Regions from separate parts of the Sus scrofa genome. Here region 1 is linked to region 2. Evidence: chromatin contacts called from public HiChIP or PLAC-seq data. All regions are on one chromosome and are shown on one strand. The core of a region is the stretch at or near the end of the contact, and the rest is flanking DNA. Distances in the headings are between cores, read along the strand shown. Region 1 holds the start of CHI3L2 (chitinase-3-like protein 2). Region 2 holds the start of CHIA (chitinase, acidic).

Region 1 (7,651 bases), core at 2,468-4,967, 53 kb after region 2:
CTGAACACAGCTCCCAATTCAGTTTCTCCCAGGCCTTAAGCTCCTACAGAGTTCCTTCCAAGACGCCAGAAAACAGAGCGGTGCCTCAATGTGTGAAAAAATTCAGATCACTTGTACCATCTGAGCCACGGGAGGACTTTTCTAAAACTCAATTCCGTGTCTCTTTTCGAGAGGAGGAGAAATTACATGGGAAAATGAAGAAAAAATTAGATTATGGTCTTACCCTTTGGAACCAAAGAGATATCCTCCAATGGACAAGAGAATTTTCAGTTTGGGGTTCCTGGAGCAGAAGAAGCAGCTGATTATTTCTTTACTGGCTGCTAGGGAAATTTTTGCCTAAAGAGTTAGGGTTAGAATATGGATAAATGGGCCCCAGCTGCTTAGCAGCTAAGTTCAGCGAAGGATGAGGTGCTGGGGGCTTTGGGGGCGGGGGGGTGGGGTCAGGTTTATACCCAAGCGCATTGAACAAGCAAATGAATGAATGAATGAATGGGGTTAGAGGGTCTTAGGCCCAGTTTAGGGCTGTCTTCTCTTGTCTTAGGGCCTGTGTGCTCCCCACTCCCATGCTACTGACTTGGTTTTCAGACTCTTGATGGTCTGGTAAAGCATCGCATCATTCTTGTCCTTGATGACGACCTTGTTGTCACTGATGCTGGCGAATGAGTAGATGAGGTGAGAACATAGGAACGGGTCAGCGCTCTCAAGAGTGAACTTCCCCGGTTCCTGCCTGTCCTGTGACCAGCTGGTAAAGTAGCAAACCAGTTTGTAGGCAGATCCTGGAGTAGAGAGAAGAGAACCAATGGGAACCCAGTGCGGTGGCCTCCGAGCCCAGATTGCCACAAGTTTCTCCCCCAAATGCCATTGCCTCCTTTGCTCCTTCAGCCTGAGCCTCTGAGGGTCATTCAGCCTGGACCCTCGGTGCTGGCTCTGGAGCATCCGGACCCCAGTTAAGAGATACATGGAGAGATATTGTCAATATGGAAAACATCCACAGCGCACTGAGGTTTGATGTGTACGGATGGATGCGTGACACAGAGGTATAAGTGGGTACACAGAGAGATGATGCCCACAACATTGAGGTGGGTGAGAGAGACAGAGGAAGAGGCTCAAAAGATAGAATCAGAGTCACAGATGCACAAAGAGACACATGGAACTAAAACTTGGAGTCATCAGTATGTTAGCATCAGAACCTAAGAGAGTAACCAAGAGAAAAAGAATGAAGCAGAGACAGAATCATCAGAAAGGACACAGCCCAGGGGACACAGGATGTAGTGACTCATTGACTTACCTTCCTGAAGAAGCAGCAAGACCACTAAACCTGTAAGAGGTGGGTGGGAAGGAAATCAGTTGAGCCAAACCTGGTTCTTGGGTCTTAGACTGTTGGCAATGAGTGGGCAGAGGTGCCTACATGCAAGACACAGCTGCTGCACTTCCTCCGGGCGCTCCAGCCACAGCCACTGAAGTCTCTCTGCAGGGCCTTGAGGTCCCCAGCCCTTGGATACCTTGAGGAGTCTCCACAGAAACATTTTCTAAACTGCAAATTCCTTCGCTCATTCATTTATTCAATAAAAATTTATTGAACCATCTGCTCTGTGCTCAGCCTTGTCCTGGATACTGGGGAAAACTAAAATAGAGTCCATGTCACCCCTGCCCTCAAGGGGATCTCAGTCCAATCTGGAGTCTAATATAATTAAGGTGACCATTGAGTTTATTGCCCAGTGGGACACTGTGGAGAGTGAAGAGGCACATTGGTAATCATTTCCCTGGGGCACCAGCTTGGACCGGAACTGTCCTGGGTGAATTGAGATGCATAGTCACCCTGTGTACAGACAACTAACACTTCAAACAAGGCAAGTGTATCAGGGAGTGTGAGCTGGCTCTAGAAGTGCTCTAAGTGTTCAAGTTTGAGGTCATGCGCAGTCTCCTCTCCATAGGACACCTTCCCTGGGAGGACTGGTGAGGCCATTCTAATCTTAATTTACACCCCCCCCCGGAGTTCCCATTGTGGCTCAGTGGGTTAAGAACCCGACTACTATCCATGAGGATGCAGGTTCAACCCTGGCCTGGCTCAGAGGGTTAAGGATCTATCATTGCTTCAAGCTGCAGTGTAGGTCGCTGATGTGGCTCGGATCTGGCATGGCTGTGGCTGAGGCTGAGGCTGGCAGCTGCAGTTCCAATTTGACCCCTAGCCTGGGAATTTCCATATGCCATAGGTGTGGCCCTAAAATGAAAAAAAAAATTTTTTTAATAAAATAAAATAAAAATTAATTTACCCCCCTAAAGGGAAGGAAAGGGCAGGACCAGCCTGGTCCTGAAAACCTCACTCAAAAGGCAAGACTCCTCAACTGTGAGCCACATCCTGAGGGCATTGCCCAGACTTCGCTATATTAGGATATTTCGGGGGTCTGAAAACAGAGAAGAGAGCAGTTAAAAATGAAGTGAAACTTTGGATGACAGCTGCTGAAGCTGGTGCCATCTCCACAGAGCTGTCTTGAGAAGCTGGGCTCTGGGTTTGTCTCCTGCTGATTCACACCACTTTTAAGCAGAGCAGGGAGGGAGCGGGACCGCCACACACCCACTACTCAGGTAGGAGGATTCTGGTTGCCACATCTACTGTCAGGTCAGCCTCCGGCCCTTCTTCAAAGTGCTGACTCCCCGTGGGTTCCTCCCTGGAGACCCAGGCCTGAGCCCTTCAACAAGGACCTCAGAATGCTCTTGCCATTACCAAGTGGGCCATCATGGCTCAAGAGCATAGACGAGATGAAAGAGGTAAGGACACAATGAAAAGGATCCTTTTCCTCCAAAGACACTTCCCTTCTTCATTCGTAGCCCTGTTTATTTAGTCTCATGTCCATCTTCACCCAAATTCCCAGCTACCAAGAAAGCCAGAGTTTGGGATAAGAACTTTTGAGCTGAAAGGAGAATTTTAGAAAACGTTTACGCCCAACAAACCATGCCACAGATGAGAAATGTGGGTCTTCCCCAAGTTTTAAAATGTAAAGAAAGGAGTTCCCGTTGTGGCTTAGTGGTTAATGAATCCGACCAGGAACCATGAGGTTGCGGGTTCGATCCCTGGCCTCACTCTGTGGGTTCACGATCCGACGTTGCCAGGAGCTGTGGTGCAGGTTGCAGACGCGGCTCGGATCCCGCGTTGCTGTGGCTCTGGTACAGGCTGGCAGCCACAGCTCCGATTGGACCCCTGGCCTGGGAATCTCCATATGCTGTGGGTGCGGTCCTAAAAAGATTAAAATAAAATAAAATAAAATAAAATAAAATAAAATAAAATAAAATAGAAAGCATAAACCGTGAAACCTGTGACTCCATCACCAATCTGGACAAGAGGGGCCTTTGTGCAGAAGCAGTCTGGAAACACCCCTGATGGTCCAAAGGGCTCTGACCACTGCTGCCCCCTTGCCCATTTAGGAAAGATCAGATGGTCCCTTAGGGCAGTTGCCTTAGCTTGACAGGTTTTGATATGGAGCTGAACAGAGACTGGAGTCCCAGGAGTAAAAGATGGCCCCTTCTTCCACAAGTCCCTTGACCCTTCTCTGCTCATTAAGTTCCTGCTACATTATCACCCGGGCACTCACCTGCCCAGAGAGACTTCTGGTCCATGGTGATTGCTCCCATATCCCTGGCCAGCTAGGACACACATCCTCTGGGCCTTTTATGCCCTGGAGATTTCGATAGCCTGTCTTTTGGAAAGGAAGCAAGAACTACAGGAAATGCCAGGGACTTCCCCTGGCAAATCTGCCTTGCGAAACTTCCTGGCAATAGGACCCAGGTTTGAGCAATGCCAACAACCAAAAAAAAAAAAAAAGCTGCAAGGGAGACAACCACTGAGAGATCCTGCTCTACCAGTGTCACCCAGAAGGAATTTGGTCCCTGAGAAGGGAAGGAGATGGTACTTCTTTCATTTGCCTCCTCTTAGCACTTTCTGGCTGCCAAATGCCCCTTCCCCATCACTCAGGATCTGTCTTCTTTTTAACTCACCTCCTCACACTCACGTCATCTGCAGCCTGCTTATTCTCATTCATCTAATCAAACAGAGCTCCTACCATCCCAGTTGGTCCCACCCTACAGCTCTTCTTCACCTGATACCTTCAAAGGACACCATCCCCTTCCCCGTGGAGACTCTCTTGCTTCTCCCTGAGCCTGGGGGAGCTGGTTCCTCTGCTCACAGTGCAATTTATTTCCTCTCATAGCTCCACACTGCACTGTAACACACTGGTGTACATGCCCATCTCCCCACCTTGACTGTGTCGTCTTTAAGTACAAGATCTAAGGGAAACGAGAAAAACAAAAACCTCAACAAATGTTTATTGAGGTTCCTCCATTAACTTGTTAGCGTTGAATTGTACCCCAGGGCTGGGCTGGGGAAGGGATCCGATTTAAGGTTGGATCCAGTTGGAGTCTTGGTTATCACTTGGGACTGGCTAGGAAATTGAGTGGGGTTTACAACGTACAGTGGCTGGAGAAATGTAATTACCTACAAGTCACCAGAAAAATGGAGGAAGAAGGCAGAACCACTCTCACTGAGCAGAAAACTTAAAGGGACTGGGGCCAAAAGGAAAGCTGCTTTGATGACCTTACCCCCTACGTCCTGCCAGGTCAGTGTACCAGCCACACTTGTTCACTCTTTAAGAAATCTAGAGTTGCGTCTAAGTGGGAGCATAAGGTATTCATTTCTTACCTTTTTTCCATGTAATATACTTAGATATCATTCCAGAACATTCCTTGTCCACCTCCTTTTTTTTTTTTCTTTTACTGGCCTCTTTGTATTTCATCATACAGCTACACCTTCTTCTACTTAATCATCTCCTATTGATAAGCATTTAGCTTATTTCTAGACATTTTTGTTATTTAAAATATAGCTAAAATGAACATCCTTGAAAAGATCTATTCTTTATAGAATAGAGGAGGAGTCTATCTATAGGAGAAATCGCCAACAGGAGAATTGATTGGTCAAAGGGTTTTGGAATTTTAAAATTTGGAGCACTCTTGTAAAACTCCCTTCTGAGGGTTTGTACATCATTCAACTTTGTTATCTCTGTCCGTCTCATAGGTGACAAATGTTACCTCATTGTTTTAATTTGCATTCTTTTAAATGAGTGTTATTGTTTACATTTATTAATCAGATGCAGGTTATTGTCAGAGCAGTGCCTGCATATATTTTTTGTCCATTTTCCACTGGATTTCTTTTTTTATTTGAAAGAGCTCTATAAATAAGTAAATTAGCCCTGACTTTGTATATGAAGTATCTTAGAGCTTTGCCAAGTGTGATGCAAATAGATTTTCTCAGTTGTTCTATTTTTTATTTGGTCTGTGGTACTTTGGCCCATGGTGGTTTTAATTTATATGCAGTAGTTAAAAGTCTTTTTTTTTTTTTTTCTTAACGAATTCTAGCTTTGGTATCTTGCTTAAGCAAACAGGCCTTTTTAACTCAAGGTTATATTTTAAAAATTGCTTATGTTTTCTTCTAACGTTCTGTTTTTTATTTTTTACACTTCGATCTTTGACCTATACGGAGTTCATTTATTTAAAAAATTGATGTGGATCTAGCTTTTTTCCCAAATAGTGACATGCTTAAGTAGTATTTATTAAAAATCCATCTTTTCCTAACTGACTTGAATTCGAATGTGTTAATTTGCAACTTTTAACAATTAATTTTATTAGGATCCTTGAGTCGTAGTCAGCCAAACATGGAAGTGATTCCAAGGATTAGCCTGTCCAGCAACATTCGCATTGAGCTTTGTGGAGTCTAAAATTCCTTGGATTCTCACCAAAGGCAGCCGTGTGGGAACAGATGGTTCCAAGAACCCACACCAGCGTCACTCAGAGTAGTTTCATTTCTATGTTTGTACACATGGAGCTTCTCCAAACTTGCACTTGAAGAAAGTGTTCTGAACTATTCAAAACAGCAACGAAAATGTTGAAACCTGCTTATCAATTTTAATTCCCTCATTTTAGAGAAGAGACAATCATGGCCTAGAATTGCTTAATTACAGTCCAAAATCCCACATCTGGTTAAAGATGGAACCTAAAAATTAAACCCCTGGCTTCCTAACTTCAATTTGGTTGTTTTTAGTATGTCCACAAGATCTCATCACCTAGTTTATTCAATTGAACTGAGGTCTTCCCATTGTGTGGTAGGTATTTCCTGTCTTGCTAGACCAGGTAACCCTAGTAACCGTAGCGTTTTGTGAGTGTGCCTGTGAATCGCACGCTAGCTTGCATTTCTTTGCCATGTTCATCTCAGTATTTTAATCAGATGACCAGGCCCTGACAGTAACCTAAAGAAGGAATTAAGGATTTATCTCTTCTTCCTTGGCATTATTTATGTCTTAAGATTATTGGTAGAAGAGATGTATCTTTTCTTGCCCTTTATTTTAATTCTGGAAAATAATAAATTTGTCCCCGAGACTCAAAGGGGAAACCTAGTCAATCTTATTTTTGTTTTCCTTATCAAGATCATGACCATCGTTTCAGACCTTCTTAAAGTCTCCTTCCAGGTCCATGTTCTGGATTCTGTCCCAAGCAATGTCTTCTGCTCCATTGTTACAGTATCTATTCTGACTCAAAGCCTAAATTAAGAGAGTTTCCTTACTAGGTTGATGCTCTCTCCCAGTCATAAAAGACATTAGTATGTTTCTTATGTGGAAAATTTCTCTGTGGAAGAGACAGAAAATATGGGTGGAGAGGTCAAGGCCTGAGCAGGGATAAGGTTTGCAATCACTCAGCACCCAAGTTCAGCAAAGCTTATGGAAAGTCTTTCATCTTGCGAGAAGCTATTGGGAGCTTATAGGGAATGCATAGTCTCTGCCTCAAGGAACTTGTGCTTGTGCAGACAAATTTGTAAATACAGTGGACCCTTGAACAACACAGGTTGGAACAGCATGGGTCCATTTATGTGCATTTTTTTTTCAATGAATGCATCCTGCAGGAGTTCCTGTTGTAGCTCAGAGGGTTAAGAACCCAACCTGGAGTCCATGAGGATGTGGGTTCGATCCGTGGCCTCACTCAGTGGGTTAAGGTCACGGCATTGCTGCAAGCTGTGGCGCAGGTTGCAAATGTGGCTCAGGTCTAGTGTTGCTGTGGCGGTGGTGAAGACCTCAGCTGCAGTTCCAATTTGACCTCCAGCCCAGGAACTTCCATATGCCACAGGTGTGGCCTTAGAAAGAAAAAATAATAATAAAATAAAAATAAATACGGAGTTCCTATTGTGGCTCGGGGTAATGAGCCTGACTAGTATCCTTAAGAATGCGGGTTCGATCCCTGGCCTTGCTCGGTGGGTTAAGGATCCAGCATTGCCACGAGCTGTGGTGTAGGTCACAGACATGGCTTGGATCTGGCATTGCTGTGGCTGTGACATGGGCTGGCAAGTATGGCTCAGATTCGACCCCTAATCTGAGAACCTCCATATGCCTCAGGAGTGGCCCTTGAAAAAAAAGAGAGAGAGAGAAAGAAAAATTAAACATTGAATAATTATTTTATTTGTTTATTGGCCAATACTATTGCCTGCCCATTGCCATTGGATTGTCTATCTTTTGGGTATTTCTTTTTCGGGGTTTTCTCTGTATTATATACATTCATTTTTTCTCTCTCATATTTAATTTTTGAATTAACCATTCAAAATTGTTGATTATTTATT
Region 2 (7,557 bases), core at 4,046-6,545:
AAGGCAAGGTGAGGGCTTGGTGGTGCCAATAAAATCAAACTCCTATATTTCTGCCTCAAAGCTCTTCACCGGGACCCACAGCCCAGATAAAAGTATGTTCTCGTTTTCTTCTTTTGTACTTTGTAATGACCATCCTGCCCAGCCAAGGTTCCTCAATATTCTTTTTATTTTGTTATCCACCCAACTCTGATCTGTCTCCCAAATTGCACCTGTTGCTTTGAACACCTGTCTACTTTGGCTCATTGTTTTCTCTCTTCAGATAGTCCCCAAAGTCAGTACACCCTCAAAGAAGTCCTCTTGTTTATTTGCATGACTTTTTCTTCCCCTCTCCCAGAAGGCATGTAGAGAGAGGTGCTATAACACTCTCTTTGAGGGCTGTGCTTTTGAAATACTTTAAGAGGTTGTTTTGAAATCCCAGTAACTAAACCTCTGTGAATGGGGTCCCAGAATATCCATCTAAATGGAAACATATAAATTAAACTGTGTTCTACTTAATATTGAGATTCTGGCATAGTCATGTATTTAAGTGGCGTATTTGTTTAATGGACATCCTTAATACCCTGCTTAGATTGTAAAATCTGAAGGGACGCAAGTCACATTGGGCTAACGTGTTTCAATAGCAAATGAACACCAGTCTCTTTCACAGAGGACTTACGGGGCAGTTCCAAAGTTCCAGCCTCCAATGGCCAGGAGGGTTTTCAACTGGCTATTTCTATAAAAGATAGAAAAGAGCAACATAAAAATCCTTGAGTTCTTCTATTTAAATAACATTGCTTTGATGTTGGACCCGGTCATATGCTTTGATGTTGCCTTGATAAGATATTCTGTAGGACAATTTTCCATCACTACTGAACGCTTTCTTTATAAAAATGATTTGTGTTACTATTACGAATGCATTCAGAGTTCTTTAGAGCAATCTAAATTACGGGACTGTGTTTTTTAAAAATAGAAATGCATTGGCAATTCCCACATTCCATATCTTCAGATGAAATAAGTGTTGCTTGCACATAATGACTTTCTCGGAATCTATAATAATGAATATAAATAAATTGGCTTAGAATAATACACACTTTCTGTTGTTGTGGTTCTCAAACATCAGTTTATATGAGAATAAAGTACAAGGACCAGAGCTGGAGGACAACATTACAGCTTCAGGTTTAGAGCCCTTTTCTCAGAGATTGTGATTCAGTTGGATTAGGGATTGAGATTTTTTTTTTTATCAAGTTCCCCATGTGATTCTGGATGCAGAGTCAATGAATCACACTTTAAGAAGTACCACACTGGGGAGTTTCCTGTTGTGGCTCAGTGGGTTACGAACCCAGCTAGTATCCATGAGGATGCAGGTTCAATCCCTGGCCTCACTCAGTGGGTTAGGGATCTGGCATTGCCGAAAGGTCACAGATGCAGCTTGGACCCCACATTGCTGTGGCTGTGACGTAGGCCAGCAGCTGCAGCTCTGATTAGACTCCTAGCCTGGGAATTTTCACATGCTGTGGGGCTGTGGGTACAGCCCTACAAAGTGAAAAACCAACCAAACAAACAAAAAAACCCAAAAAACCAACAACAACAAAAAACACCCTGAAGAGATTTATTTCCTCTTAGGTGTCGTAACTGAAATTTTAGTGGCTGTATTTGAGATACTACCATTACTGATGGTAGCAATGGCCTATAGCTTTACATCTCCTAGATATAGCTAACTGAACAAATTAGAAATTAAAAAGTATCAGGTATCAGCATGGTAGACATTTGAAAGGAAAGATGGAACATATGCCACTTGCTCATATTGGCCTAAGTAGCCTTTGTTCATTCCTCATCACAGAGCTTTGCTTGTGAAATATTGTGCCATATAAATGTCTCTATATTGGTATTTTTTTTAAAAAAAGTATCAGGGTCTTTGTTTTGTTTCATTTTTACACAGAATGGAATTCTACTAAAGTACAGGAAACTCCTCTGATTTCTTGGGCTCCATTATGTCTAATCTTCAGTATCCTCTGCTTCCTGTTCTCTGATAGGAGTAGCTAAGATGGGTTGAAATTACCTGGGTCATAAACAAAACTATTGATAAAGAAAGGAAAAAAACAACTAATACTTTTGAATACCAGCTAGAGCAGGCAATGTGCTATCATATCTCAATCCTTGATACTTAAAGGGTAGCTCCTGGGCCAGGAGCATTAGCATCATCTGGAAGCTTGTTAGAAATACAGAATCCTTGGAGTTCCCATCGTAGCTCAGTGGTTAACAAATCCGACTAGGAACCATGAGGTTGCGGGTTCTATCCCTGGCCTTGCTCAGTGGTTAAAGATTCAGCATTGCCGTGAGCTGTGATGTAGGTCGCAGATGTGGCTTGGATCCTGAGTTGCTGTGGCTGTGGTGTAGGCCGGCAACAGCTCCGATCAGGCCTCTAGCCTGGGAACCTCCATATGCCGTGGGAAGCGGCCCAAGAAATGGCAAAAAAAAAAAAAAAAAAAAAAAAAAAAAAGACCAAAAGAAATACAGAATCTTGGTTCCCACTTAGACTTACTGAATTTAAACTGCATTTTGAGAAGATCCCAGATGATTTATTTGCACATTAATGCTTGGGAGGTACTGGCCTAGGGGATACCAAATTCGACCTGTCGCCCTTCTCTTACTTGTTTTTCAGGCCATTGAAAGACTGGTAGAAAGTCACATCATCCCCCTCAGTGGTGGTGATCTCGTTGTTGCGCATCCCGGCGAAGGCGTAGACCAGGTGGGTACAAAGGCAGGGATCGATGTCGTCAGGCTTGAAGCTCCCCAGGCCTGGCCGGTACTGGGCCCAGTTGGTGAAGTAGCATATTAGCTGGTAGGCAGAACCTGAGGGTAGTAAGAAGTAAGACTAACGGCCTGACTTAAGTGCCATCGAAATGTGCTTTTAAGTTTTAGCTGTTTCCCTCCCTTTGCCTCAGAGGCCTGGTCTCTTGAAGGGGAGGTGAGTATGAACACGCTGGCCAATGAGTTCAAAGATTCTAACTTGGAAACGAGCCACGGAGTCGAGGTTGGTCATTTTAACTTTGGCAGATCACTTTGGGGTCTTGACCAATCCTAGGAACCACGGAAGAAAAGATGCCCAGTAGTCCTATGAAGCTCAGTGAACACCACCTTCTAACTCTCAGGTGGTCATGCTGCAGAGGAGAGCAGTGGCAGGCGATACAAAATAATAGGTTTTCCCAACATCAAACCCATCTGTCTTTGAAGAAGAAAGCAGTTTTCTTTCCCTAGTATGGCTAATCTCTTGATACACTTTTATTTATTCATTTATTTATTTATTTTGCTTTTTAGGGCCGCACCTGAGGTATATGGAGGTTCCCAGGCTAGGGGTCCCATCAGAGCTACAGCTGCCGACCTACACCACAGCCACAGCAACATCAGATCCGAGCCGTGTCTGCAACCTACACCACAGCTCATGGCAATGCTGGATCCTTTACCCACTGAGCAAGGCCGGGGATTGAACCCACAACCTTGTGGTTCCTAGTCAGATTCATTTCTGCTGTGCCAGGATGGGTACTTCCTTGATAAACATTTTAAAAAGTAATATTGGAATATGAAAATTTTCACATTTAATACATTAAGCAAATAATGGCATTACGAATAATTTATAGAGATTTGAGGTTTATGGTAGGAAAAGATTATGTCTAGGATAAAATACAGAGGCCACGACTTACCTAGCTGAGCATTCAGCAGAAGGGCCAGACCTAGCGAGAGAAAAAAAAATCATGTATTCTGAACCAACGGTGTATGTCCTGTAAAAGATGATTCCGAGGCCTTGGGTAGCATCCTGTATGTCATGGGATTTCACAGCCCAAGTGGCACTTAGGGGTTATCAAAGAGTAGGTTTTTCAGGGAAGGCGTCAATAGCTCTACCCTTTCTTTCTCTTTGTTAAAAAAAAAGCATGGCTCTCTCTCCTTCCAACCTCCGTGTCAATAATAAATGTTACTGAATGGAGTTGGAAGTCTACTGTCTATGGAAGATCTACTTACAGAAACTACCCCAAATTTGCTCTCCTCAACGACTACATGCCTGTTCATGCTTCACCTCCCTGAACAGGGATGAGTACAGCCTTCACACAAAGGGCATCCTCCACAGCAGTGAATTCAGTATCTCCTGGAGCTTTGGGATTTTTAAACCACCTTTAGGAGCCCTTGCAGTAGAAGAGAAGAACTAGGAACTGTAAGGCAAGACCCTAGATATCACTCCCTAGCTTCCATCAGAGCACTGTTGATCTGGTTGTTTCATAAACTGAGCTAGAGTTTTCCTTAGGAAAAGTTTCTCAAGCTATAAAAAGTTTGTAAATCACAGCTCTAGAGCAACCAATAAGCTGTGAATACAAATTGGCTCTCGATAGTGTACTGAATCCACCTCTTTATAATACAGCAGCAACTCAGTAGGATAGTAGGGGATACAAAGAGAAATAATTCTGAAAACAGTAGAACCAAGGTAACTTGCCTACTGCTGTCAGTTCCTACTGATTTTTATCTCTGAAAAATATAGACTAAAGATACCAGCATATAAATGATAATACCGGCGTTCCCGTCGTGGCAAAGTGGTTAACGAATCCGACTACGAACCATGAGGTTGCGGGTTCAATCCCTGGCCTTGCTTGGTGGGTTAAGGATCCGGCGTTGCCGTGGGCTGTGGTGTAGGTCCCAGACGCGGCTCGGATCCCGCGTTGCTGTGGCTCTGGCGTAGGCTGGCGGCTACAGCTCCCATTGGACCCCTAGCCCGGGAACCTCCGTATGCTGTGGGAAGCGGGCCTAGAAAAGGCAAAAAAAAAAAAAAAAAAAAAAAAAAAAGATAAACACACACACAAATACCAATTAAAATGAGGTAGTGAAACAAGATGAAGAGAGAAAAGGCAACAGCCCAATAGGAAATGAAGAGTAAGACACACATTGGAGGAAAACTAGCCTTTCTTCTAGGATCATGCTTGCGGCATCAATGAAGGTAGAAATGCTGCCAGAGTCCACTGCGATTAAGAGAATAAGAGGTAGATTTATCTGCGTGTGCCAGGATCCTCCAGCAAATTTGAAAAGATAGAAGAATGAAAAAGCATAGAGGTGTATGCAGAAACTACGTTACTTCATGCCTTTCGAAATCAGAGAGAAAAAAAAAATCAGGTGAGAATAAGGCTCTGTCTGCCGTTACAGACTCACCTGTGAGGAGAACGAATTTTGCCATGGTTGCTGTTGGTGCTGGTCTAGCAGAGCCTGGATTTGCTTTTTACACCTTGTGCGTTCCAGGTAATCACGCAGGATATCTTCCGTGTGCAGAGCATTTAACCTCGAGGTAGTGCAGCCAATCGGTAAATCAACATATCGCCTCCTGGGCAAACACTTCCTCGTGGACCTCCAGCCTGCCTCCCTCCCGCTCCTGTCACCCCCATCTCTGCTCAGTAAGGACAGCGTGGTAGAGGCCATTATCATGAAAAGCACCAGCTTAATAGCTTTTCTGGCACTTCTCAGGGCCGATAAGCAACTGTTTAAACATTGCGACTGGGTTGTTATGCTCTGGACATTTGTTTCCTGGCATCAAACACATCTTTATTGAAAAGTAAACAAACAAAAAACGCCTGGAATGTGTTATCTGCTCTCAAAACTTTTTTCTTCACGGGATTGTTTACATATTGTTCGCCGCAGTCAGTGCCTCGGGAACTTTCATCTTTAGGTGCTACTTTTTGAACATTCTACCCACACCTGTTTTTTCGAATGACCGTAGTTATGATTACATGATAATTTTATCTAAGAGCATATGGTTCCTCAAAGGTACTCTGCAAGTCAGTGAGAACTCTCTACTCCATAGCTCTAAATTACATCCAGAAAATGTTAAAAAAAATGTTTTGTGTGTTGCTGTTGGATAGAGATGATAGTGATCCTATTAGAGTGTCTCTTCTAAAAGAAATATTTGCAACTTGACCATTTATAGAATTTTTAAAATTTATAATGAACTCTGATCCATCCTTCCAAACATGAGCCACTACTATTATCCTATAAAAAATTTCTGCTCCAGCCAAAATAATCTATTCTTTGTCCCCAAACATGTCTTGCCTGTCTTTGCTCATGGTGTCTCTCTGCCCTTTGCCTGGGACATCTTCTCCTTCTCCTCACTGCCTCTCCCAGTCCTACGATTCTTCAAAGCCCAGCTCAGATCCTGTCTTTGAAGTTCAATGATCTCTCCTTCCTCTGAAATATTTTAAATCCTCTAGCACGTGTTGTCTGTCCTTGCTTATATGGTACTGCCTTGTGACAATACCTGGAAAGCCATCAGTGGACATATGGGTGCCTATATATCGTGGGATGTTGGCACCTTAGTAGCCTTACTGTAAATATGAACTGATTTTCCTTTTTATCACATTTAGAAACTAGATTGTATCCATTCACCCAATGATACTTAGGTCCTGGGTGTTTGGTTCCCACTCATGGGGCCAGAGAAAATCTGGTACAATTGCTGCCAGGGAGGATTTCAGTTACAAACATAATAATATCAACCAACACTATAAGCACCTACTGTATGCCAGAGATTGTTCCTGGTGTTTGTATTACTAAGAATTGTCTGTTTGCAAGTGACTAAAACCATCTCTAACGAGCACAAATCAATACATTGGGAAAGTATGAAGAAGCTCACAGAATCAAAGAAAAGAATATAGGAGTGGCCTCTGAATGAAAGAATTATATCTGGGAGAAAAAAGTTGGAGGGAGCTTAGGATAAATAAGCTCCAATTTTATTTTTTTATCCATGCATAATTCCACATAAGAATCCAAGTTCTGGGAGAAATACTTTGATTGGTGTAGTTGTGAACTTGAACCAGACTTGGGCATAGGGAGAGGACAGGGCACTTGGATTTAAATTTCCATCCAGACTGGCCACAAAATGAAATTCTAAAAGAATAAAGAGTGACTATTGAGCGACTGAAAGTTTGTCAGAGGGCTCTACTTCATTATTTTTTTAGCCTATAAAAATGATTATTACTGTCACTTCAACTTTGTAGGTGACAAGATTGATTAAACAATCTTAAGCATTAGGTCCAGGATTCAGTGCCAAGACTAGAGTCCTTGAGAATGGAAATCTCCTGATATTTACACTGCCTTGCCACCTTGTATTAAATTAAATAGGCTAGTTGGTGACCCAGGTTGAACCAGGCATATGCATCTTAAAATACTATTTAGCCCACGGGTGCAGCCCTAGAAAAGACAAAAAGACCAAAAAAAAAAAAAAAATTTACTACTTAGCTAGAAATTTTTTCCCAAAGTAGTTGTATCAATTTGCAGTATCAGCAGCAATTAAGGAGGCAGATTAGACTTTATTGTTTCTATGAACAGATGAGGAAACGGAGAATGAGAATTTACTGAAATTACACAGTCAAATGTGTAGCCAGAACTTAATCTCAGAGCTACTGGCCCCTAGCCCAGTGTTATTTATTTGTTTGTTTATCTCTTTGCCAAACTGTATATTTCTACTAATGCAGCCATTATCTCTCTCTGTTTTTTTTTTTTTTTTTTTTTTTTTTTTGCCTTTTAGGGCTGCACCCATGGCATATGGAGATT

What was found. HiChIP or PLAC-seq counts read pairs in DNA pulled down with a chosen protein or histone mark.
Region 1: a contact with region 2 is called in an H3K27ac HiChIP or PLAC-seq map of alveolar macrophages. The contact joins the promoter of CHI3L2 here to the promoter of CHIA in region 2. A contact is called at or near these places in 3 of 47 Hi-C or Micro-C datasets (adipocytes, liver and omental adipose tissue) and 1 of 2 datasets of contacts at active chromatin or transcription factors (alveolar macrophages).

What each region holds. Positions count from the first base shown.
Region 1 is chr4:109,095,455-109,103,105 of Sscrofa11.1, forward strand. It overlaps CHI3L2 (chitinase-3-like protein 2), which reads right to left and starts at 3,718. Exons shown (of 11, transcript XM_003481491.4): 1 at 3,591-3,718; 2 at 1,289-1,318; 3 at 575-776; 4 at 224-280. The coding sequence starts at 3,630.
Region 2 is chr4:109,041,204-109,048,760 of Sscrofa11.1, forward strand. It overlaps CHIA (chitinase, acidic), which reads right to left and starts at 5,296. Exons shown (of 11, transcript NM_001258377.1): 1 at 5,170-5,296; 2 at 3,681-3,710; 3 at 2,631-2,832; 4 at 656-712. The coding sequence starts at 5,194.